Regions from separate parts of the Sus scrofa genome. Here region 2 is linked to region 1. The links are chromatin contacts, called in public HiChIP or PLAC-seq maps. All regions are on one chromosome and are shown on one strand. Each heading gives the region's core, a stretch centred on a gene start, on an enhancer-like site or on the middle of the called end of the contact. The rest is flanking DNA. Distances are from core to core; before and after follow the strand shown. Region 1 has its middle 200 kb from the start of PREP. Region 2 overlaps ATG5 (autophagy protein 5).

Region 1 (4,210 bases), core at 859-3,358:
TATACTGATTTTAACTTCTGCTAACCCCAAAGTTATGATTAAAGATTTTCTAAAATATTTGGGTTTTTATAGCCTGAAATGATGCTCAAGTTGAGTAGCATGAGTCCCTTTTTCTCCCTGAAGAATTAAAAAACACTGAAGAATTAAAAACCAAATATCTCATCTGGGGAGGGGGAGCATATTATAGAGTAAATTAGAGAAATGGTAACGGCTGTAAGAGTTAAATAAACACACACACATTGTTTAATATTTATTACTTGGCCATATTACCCTCTACACACACATATATACATGGAAATCATTTTTGAAATTTACTAAAAAATCCATGAAGACTTTCACTAAGATTCTTCATTAATAATCTTACTGTTTACTAGGAATCCGCTTCTGCTCTCAAAGTTGGATTTTCTGCTCCCAAGAAGATTGGGCATATTTCACAGAGACAGAGGGTGACTTTCAGTGCAGTCAAGGTCTGTTGAGCTCTTTGGCCTCCTTATTCCCTCATCCTGCCAGCATGTGCTCCCCTACCCACTTTGGAGCACCCAGTGACTCCCATAGGATCTCACTACAAGCTGGTGCCTAGAAGGGGAAGCCCTCTTATAGGGAGAGCTAAACCTTGAATCCATTGAAGCAGATTTCCCATGGGTCTGTTGAGCATCTGGGGCCAAGGGATGGTTTTTCTCCCAGGGGTTTTCTGACTGCAATAGAAGACTCTTGGGGCTTCAAGTATGGATGCCAGGCAAAGTACACACAGCAGGGAGCCAGGCAGATGTGGTCTCTGCCATCCTAGAGTGTGCTTTTGTGCTTTCAGGTTAACCAGTCTTTGGTCCAATTGAAAGGCATTCTTGTACTCAATTTTAAAACTGAGACACAGAATATTACAATGCAATTCCATTTGTATGGAAAATACATATATATATACAACAGTAAATAAGCATGCATATGCATCTATTTGTCTATACTTTAAAAGCACTCCAAACACTAGAATAATACTGTATGATGTAGAGAGGAGGGAAGCATTTTTATTTTCAATATATATCTCTGTATTCTCTGCTTTAATTCTGTGTGTAACTTATAACTTTAAAGAAATCTAGTCTTAAAAACCAAACAAGGCATCCAGGTATGTCTTTATAAATAAACAGGGAAAGGTATATTGTTGAATGGAAATGCAATTTATAAGTATATCATGGAAGATTTCATTCTTATAAAGATAGATAGATAGATAGATAGATAGATAGATAGATAGATAGAGTATCTGTGGGGGGAAAAGAAATGAGCCTATAAAACAAATTGCTATCCAAACTTACCTTGGAGGTTGTGCTGAAGGAGAAGTCTTCTTATTTTCTATGTTACACATTTCTGTAACATTTGACTATTTTTTTCAGCGAGCATGAATTGATAATCAGAAAAAAAAATAAGAAAAACATTGTGATATGCCAAATAACCTCAGCTAGTTCTTTTTCATTTAAGTGATAAAAATAACTTAGAGGATAGTAGAGCAATTATTTTTTTCCTTTCTGGTAAAGAGCCATAAGCATAAATACTGACCAAGTACTAGTTTTTCCAAATCCCTATCATTCTCATTTGATCTTCAAAGTCCTAACTCTGAGAGGATTGCCTAGAACTCTTCAAGTTCAGTCTGGAGTCTTTGCCTCCATGGGAAAGGCCTGGAAGAGATGCCATCCAGCCGTGGAAATTTGGATCCCCCATGGGTCACTAGCCTTTCCTCAGGGCCGCCTTTCCACAGCATGCCACTGGCAAAGGATGTTTAGTTTATCCGAGGGGCAAACCCCTTTCAGGCCTTAACCCTTCAGCTTGACCTTGTACCCCCAAACCTTTGCTACCTTATGGGCCTCATCAAGATGTAGCAAGTAGATTCAGTTTTTGTTTTACTTTCGGAGCACTCATTTGAAGGTTTTCATTTTGAATTGGCCTGAATCTGGGTCTCAGAGCCACACACAGCTAGCGGCAAGCTCTTGCAAGGCAGAGATGGCCTAGGCAGGCTTGTCTGTACTTTCACTTCCCACCCAGACTCCTGAGCACAAACTGATGATGGGCGATTGCATCAGATGCACCGAGGCAGACCAATTAGAAAATCCTGAAATCCCCTTGATGACACAGCAGGCATGAAAGCCTGTTTGTGCCATATCACATGGCTAAATTTAGATGTAGTCTGGTTATTTTACAGCAAAAGCTCTTGAAAAGAGGCAGAGAGCAATCCAAGGATACAAAAAAACCTGCCCGGGCTGGTTAGTCTTCACTTATTTTGTAACGCAGACAGAGGAGGAATTAGTTCCAACCTCAGCCAGTTGCAACAGAGTCCTTGTTTCCATGAAGCTCCTCTGGAGAAGGAAGTGCCTTCTAGGTGCTCGGGAGCTGATGTCTGCCAAGCCCACACAGGATGTAAGCCGGGAAGGGTAACTGGTATCCTGGAAAACAAGTCAGTTATACAACACTGAGTTACTGACAGTGCCCTAGGAGTGCTTAAACCATGGTAAATCACAGGCATATGAATAAATTCATGCATTCTCAATGGGACAAGAATCAGTAGCCAAAGTATTAATAGTGCCAAGGGCATCATTCATGTTATCAACACACTGTTTGGAACCCATGCATCAGATTGACCTTTTCATTCATGTGAGAAAAAAAAAAAAATTGGACTTTCAGGACATGTTATCTCTAAACTATGGAGCTTGTCAATGTTTTCAGTCATTGATACCAACAAGAGCAGCATTATCCATTTCAGACTACTTGGTATTTGACAATTCTGTTTTTCTGTCATAGATTCTGTTTTTCTATGTCAAGGTGCAACAAACCATCTGGGTATGTTAACCATTCTTTTCTTTGAGAAGAGCTCGTCTTCTCCAGAGTCTTTCTAAATATTTTAATTTACAGAATAGAGTCTTTCCACCCCTTCTGAACTATGGGGCTGGAGAGCTACCACCTTAGGTGTGCTTAAAAATTTTCACATGTTGGCACCTGTCAGTGCTTCATCTGCTGATGAGTTGATTGATAAAAATCTTGAAAGAGTGGAGAGAAGCACAGATAAGAATTAGAATATGTGTGTCAGAGAGGAACACAGAATGGAAGCCCAAAGGGCTTTGAAAAACATGGAAATCCAAGTTGCCCTAGGAGAAGACCAGTGAACAGGAATGTATACAAGAAAAAGATCAACAATAACAAAAAATATACCCCCATGCTTTCTTTGCTAAGGATGTTCTTTGCTAAGGATGTAAGGTTGTCCTCTTTCCCACGTATCAGTCATGAAGGTGCTGGCCCTGAAGAAACACAAGTGCACTGAAACAGAGGATCTCACATTTCAGAACCCACAAATTCATGTGTAATTTGTCTCAGACAAAGCATTGAAGTGATTTACATAAACAAGAAAAAAAAAAAAAGGAGCCCAAAGAAGAAAAAGAAATGAGTTAAATAAGTAAAAAAAGTCATATAATTATCATGATAAATTGGATATAATTGTATAGCTATATATGTGTTATTTTATGTTAATAATAATATTTTATGTTGGTTAAGCATAGCACTTTTATCAATATCTCAAGCTTCAGTACATAACTCTTTCAAAGATCAAATTTATCATGAACTACAGATTTTCAGAAATATACCTTCTGCATTGTTCTGATCTGTCTTCTTTACCCCAAAGTTTCTAACAGACAAAATTTGGGGTAACAGTCAAAGTTTGGGGTTCCATTTGTATTTCTGTTGCTTCAACCATATCCGTAAATTAGAAGAAACCAGTGAATGGGTAGAAACAATTTGAAAATGACTTTGCTAGTTTAAAAAAAACACGCATAATGCAAAATCTGAGATGAGTCAAAGGGAGACATCGCCCAAAAAGAACACACACACACACACACACACACACACACACACACACATACACACACACACAGAAAAGAAAGCTATATCATTAGACAAGTTTGTTCACTTTCCAACAACAAGTGACTCATTCACCAGTTCATTTGCCACATACATTACACGACTTGAATACAAAACGGTATTTACCTTTCAACAACGACAGCAAAAGCCCCTAAGGTCTCGCATTACTTCAGTTTTCCCCTAAGTTTCTCAATATGCTGAACTAGTTTATTACCCTTCAGAAGAGCTGATCTGTGGAACTTGAAGAGACAAGGAAAAACAACCAATTATTTTTATACTTTGCACTAATAACAGCTACAGTCACTCTTCTTGCCCAAGG
Region 2 (4,210 bases), core at 1,085-3,584, 590 kb before region 1:
AGCATAACCTCTTTTACTCAGATATTTCTTCTTGTAGCTTTGATTTCTATGTTTGTCCAAATTAAAAGTGCTGCAGTTATTTTATGTAAATACACTGCAAAGATAGATATAAGCCTTATATAAAAGTGTACTTTGATTCTTCAGTCAAAAACAGTATATTAATTACTCTTGTAGTAGCCTGCTTTTTTAGTATGGTTTTGGATAAAACTAGCAAAAATATTTTAAAGCTCATAATTTAACTGTGATTCCCTGGGTATGGTTTTGAGGTCTTTCAGGAGAAACCGTAGAAGTAAGATAATTATTACTAAACACATCAGGCCTAGCACTCTTATAGGAAGCGACTCATTTGCACTGTACTAATTATTTAAAATAAAAAAAATTTAAAGCAATATAATTTATTTTATAAATTGCTCATAAACAGTATCAAATTGACCTCAATCTTGAGTAAGAGGGAATTCCATAGTACTTCCTTATAACACATTTTATTCAGTGAAAGGATATGAGAAAAACACCTGTATTTGAAATAAATTTGCCTTAACTGTTTATGCGGTAAAATACATTTGACATTGTCTAGACAGAATTATTATAAATATAACATTTTAAATAAGACAAAACATAAACTTCAAACCACATGTGTGGATATAATTCTGATGGGTGCTTTCATTTAATCATAGTCTCAATTAAGACACTGCTGCTTTGAGGATTAAGTGTCCCTGACTATAATAATGACAGCTTTTCAAATGTTAATTATTATTTTTTGGAGTTGTTGGGAATATTAAAAGTGGACTCTGGTAGCATAACTACAGAAAGTGCTTATTTTCAAGTCTTCTATTTCCCTACATAAAGGATAAAAGTAGTCTGATTAAGTGGCACAGAGTCCCCCCTCCTGCCGGCCTCTCTGTCCCCCCACTTCCTACCACCAAAAAGACTGTTTACTGTAAAGGTCTAAAAGCATTCATTTGAAAATGGTCTGTTCTTTTTACTTAATGAGGTATTGTAATTGTGTATATTCTTAAGCTAATTTTAACATGAGGCTTCTTTTGAAAAGCATGTGATGCAAAATTTGACATGCATGAATATATCTTAGGCCAAATATGCATGTGACAATTTGAAGCACATATCATGTGTCATTGTTGGTAAGGTCTGGCAGCATATCCTGTGTAAACCCCTATTTTCTTTTTCTTTGTGCCACATATTTATTCTAATTAAGAAAACTTCAAAGAGAACTGATGGTTGAAGACCAATTATTTTTTATTCTCTACATTCTTGGCTCTATAAAGACTAAATAGTGTTACCTTTCTTTGGCTTCACATTTAACCGTGTTTTTAAAGGGAGGAATGAAAAGAACTAATCCTTGTTAAGCACCTGTTGTATTAGGTGTTCTATGTATTTCATTTTATTTAACTGTTACAGCAGTGATTCAAAAGTATATATTATTTCCATTTTTTAGATTTAGATACAGACTCCCGAAGATTGATATAATTTGCCATGGGAACATAATCAGTTGTGTTGGGAGTTGCAATTCCAACTAAGCCTTGGCTAATTCCACTGCATTTGATATTCCAAGCTTTATATGCTAAATTCATAGCTCATTTTTCTCCCTTTATTCACCAATCTCAAAGGTACTGTTTTATTCCATCTGCCTCTGAATACTTTAGTGGGCAGGGGCATATATGAAAGGGAAGAATTGGTGCTGTACTCTGCCTGAAATGGCCTTATCTCTTTCTGTATTCAAAAATATATTTATATATATATATAATGTATTTCAAGTTTGAAGCTTGACCTATATTCTCTTCTTTGTTTTCATCTTTGAAAATTCTGTTCAATTTTATTTTAATACATTGTACCTATTGGTATAATTTCCACACTTATAAAATGAAATTATGTAACCAGTTATAGGGTTTGTTTACTTGTTTACTCTAGCTGCCAGAAAATCCAGAGTTATAGTTTGTGCTTGGGAGTTTAAATTTTTTCACAGTGCTTTGTGCGTATTTCTGTTACTACTTAACAGGGTCTTAAAATTATTTGTTTATGCATCCATTGTTCATTTTTGTATCCATCGGCACAGGTAATACCTTGGTAAGTGCTCAATAAATGTTTAATGAATGAAGATTTCTGATAAATTTGCCCCTGCCCACTGGTTGCTAGAGATCCTAGACCTGGGTACAGCTATTGGGATAATTCTTTTTTGTTTGGTTTTGTTATGGCTGGACTCTTGACTGTCAGGATCTGGATTGTTTGGTGGCGGGGGTGGCACGCCAGCATAAGGACTGTGTCTAGTTGCCAAGACCATAGGAATTTACCCAAAGCACATGAAATCAGCCTAACTCTCAAAATAGGAAGAAGGAAGTGAATCTAAGAAGTGAGGCCAGAAATGAGAGCTGCCAGTGGGGCGAAGTGGAATCAGGAAGAGAAGATGTGATCAGAAACTGGGAACAGGCTAGGAAGCAGAATTTGAAAGGATTGGGGTGAGTGGTTCTGGAAGGAGGCTGAGCGCACTCTTAGAGGGCAGGTTTTACTAGATTAAAGAAGCTACTCAGGACTGATCAGAGAGCTTTGTGAAGGCAGAAACTGCTCATTTTTTTTGCTGAATACCTTCAGCAACTGCCTAATACAATAAAAGAGATGAATTAAAGTAAGAATAAACAAATGAATTAATGAAACAAATCTATTTGCAGATCACACAGTTTATCCATATCCCTCATATCCACTCTCTTCATTTTCTTTGGCACAATTCAAGCTCATATCCTCATTATTTCTCATGCAAACAAACAGTTCTCTAATCTCTTCCAATTTTTATTTATATTATAGATTGCAGCAAGATTAGTCTTCCCACCCCTCATTCAGTTTACATAAATCAGAAGCAAAAATAGTTCACCCATTTCTTCCACACTCTACTCCCAAAGTCTGGCAACCAGCAGATGCTCTGTATCAGTGAGCTTGGTTTGCTTGATTTGTTGGTTGGTTGGGTTTTGTTTTGTTTTGTTTTTCAGATTCCACATATAAGAGATGGGATAATTCTATCCAAGAAAAAGATGTGTTAATAGTTTTTGTTGTTACTATATACATGCTTTTGTTATAAGCAACCTCAAATCTTTTTCTTTTAACATAGGCGGGAAATAAATGTAATATTCTTCGTTGCAATTTATTTATCTTTAAATCCTTGTAATGCCTGTCAGCTGAAATATCACTGGCCACGTGATACTCGAAAGTGAAATATTACATTGTGGTTTTTTACTAATGACGTTAAGAAAAGTTTTATTGGTGTTCATCATTGTTACCATTTGGTTATAATGAAGCCTTTACTACTTACTAGTAAAGCTTTTAAAATATATAAATTTAGTTATTTTTAAGTTGAATCAAGTGAAAGTACACTGATTTTGAGGGCCACAGTAATTGTTAGTGGGATTTTTAATATTGGAAATAGCTTTACAGTTATTTGTGTTTTATTAGACTTGTGTATTATAAAATCTAGTTTTTCTGATGCCTTCAGTTCAATTTATGTTAGCTATGAATAATGACAAATAAAAATGAGAGCTTTTTTATTTCTTGATTTTTTTTTATAATTTATCCCTTTTTCAGATTTAATTCTCCCAAAACACATCATACTACCTATATAGCTAATGAAATAAACCTAATTACATTCTATATTAATAAATAGGCATTGCTAATTCCAGTTATAGTTCAGTATAGCCAATTTAAAAAAAAAAATCTATAAACCTAACAAGTGAAATCCTTTGCTATACGTCAGGAACTCTTGTAAATCTAATTTTATTTACAAATATAGTAAACCAATCATCTAACTTTTTTTTGTAGGACTTAAAGCAAAGCACACACACACACAAAGTAGCTGATGATATCAAAGTCTGTTGCTGTACCTGGAGAAATACAACATATCTAATGTGTCAACATAGTATTTGTTTCGTTAGCCCAACCAAGGAGAACAGAGTACTAGTCTGAGGCTCACTGGACCAAGTATGGATTTGATTTAGGACGAGTCAGATCAGAGATCCCAAACCTGGGTACTTGTATTCAGATGATTCTGTCCAAGCTATTGGACCAAATCAAACAGGCCCCTTGTCATCTTCAGGTACTTCCTGCTGTGGCAGTAAAAGATCCACCTCATCCCTCAACTCCCTACCCCTAGCCTTTTAAGTAAGGGCATATGTAAGTTTCACAAACAAGTGTCATTGTGCATCTACTGTACATC

Evidence for each region. HiChIP or PLAC-seq counts read pairs in DNA pulled down with a chosen protein or histone mark.
Region 2: a contact with region 1 is called in an H3K27ac HiChIP or PLAC-seq map of alveolar macrophages. The contact joins two enhancer-like sites. A contact is called at or near these places in 1 of 47 Hi-C or Micro-C datasets (embryonic fibroblasts) and 1 of 2 datasets of contacts at active chromatin or transcription factors (alveolar macrophages).

What each region holds. Positions count from the first base shown.
Region 1 is chr1:71,835,074-71,839,283 of Sscrofa11.1, reverse strand. It overlaps a transcript of PREP not described here. Among named protein-coding and RNA genes, the nearest start is that of PREP, 200 kb to the right of the region's middle. Within about 2 kb of position 2,108, at least 13 of the 83 cell types and tissues checked have an H3K27ac peak or open chromatin away from gene starts, as enhancers often do. A contact at or near this core is called in alveolar macrophages, where this site is marked.
Region 2 is chr1:72,428,890-72,433,099 of Sscrofa11.1, reverse strand. The region is part of intron 6 of ATG5 (autophagy protein 5); the gene reads left to right. Among named protein-coding and RNA genes, the nearest start is that of ATG5, 89 kb to the left of the region's middle. Within about 2 kb of position 2,334, at least 7 of the 83 cell types and tissues checked have an H3K27ac peak or open chromatin away from gene starts, as enhancers often do. A contact at or near this core is called in alveolar macrophages, where this site is marked.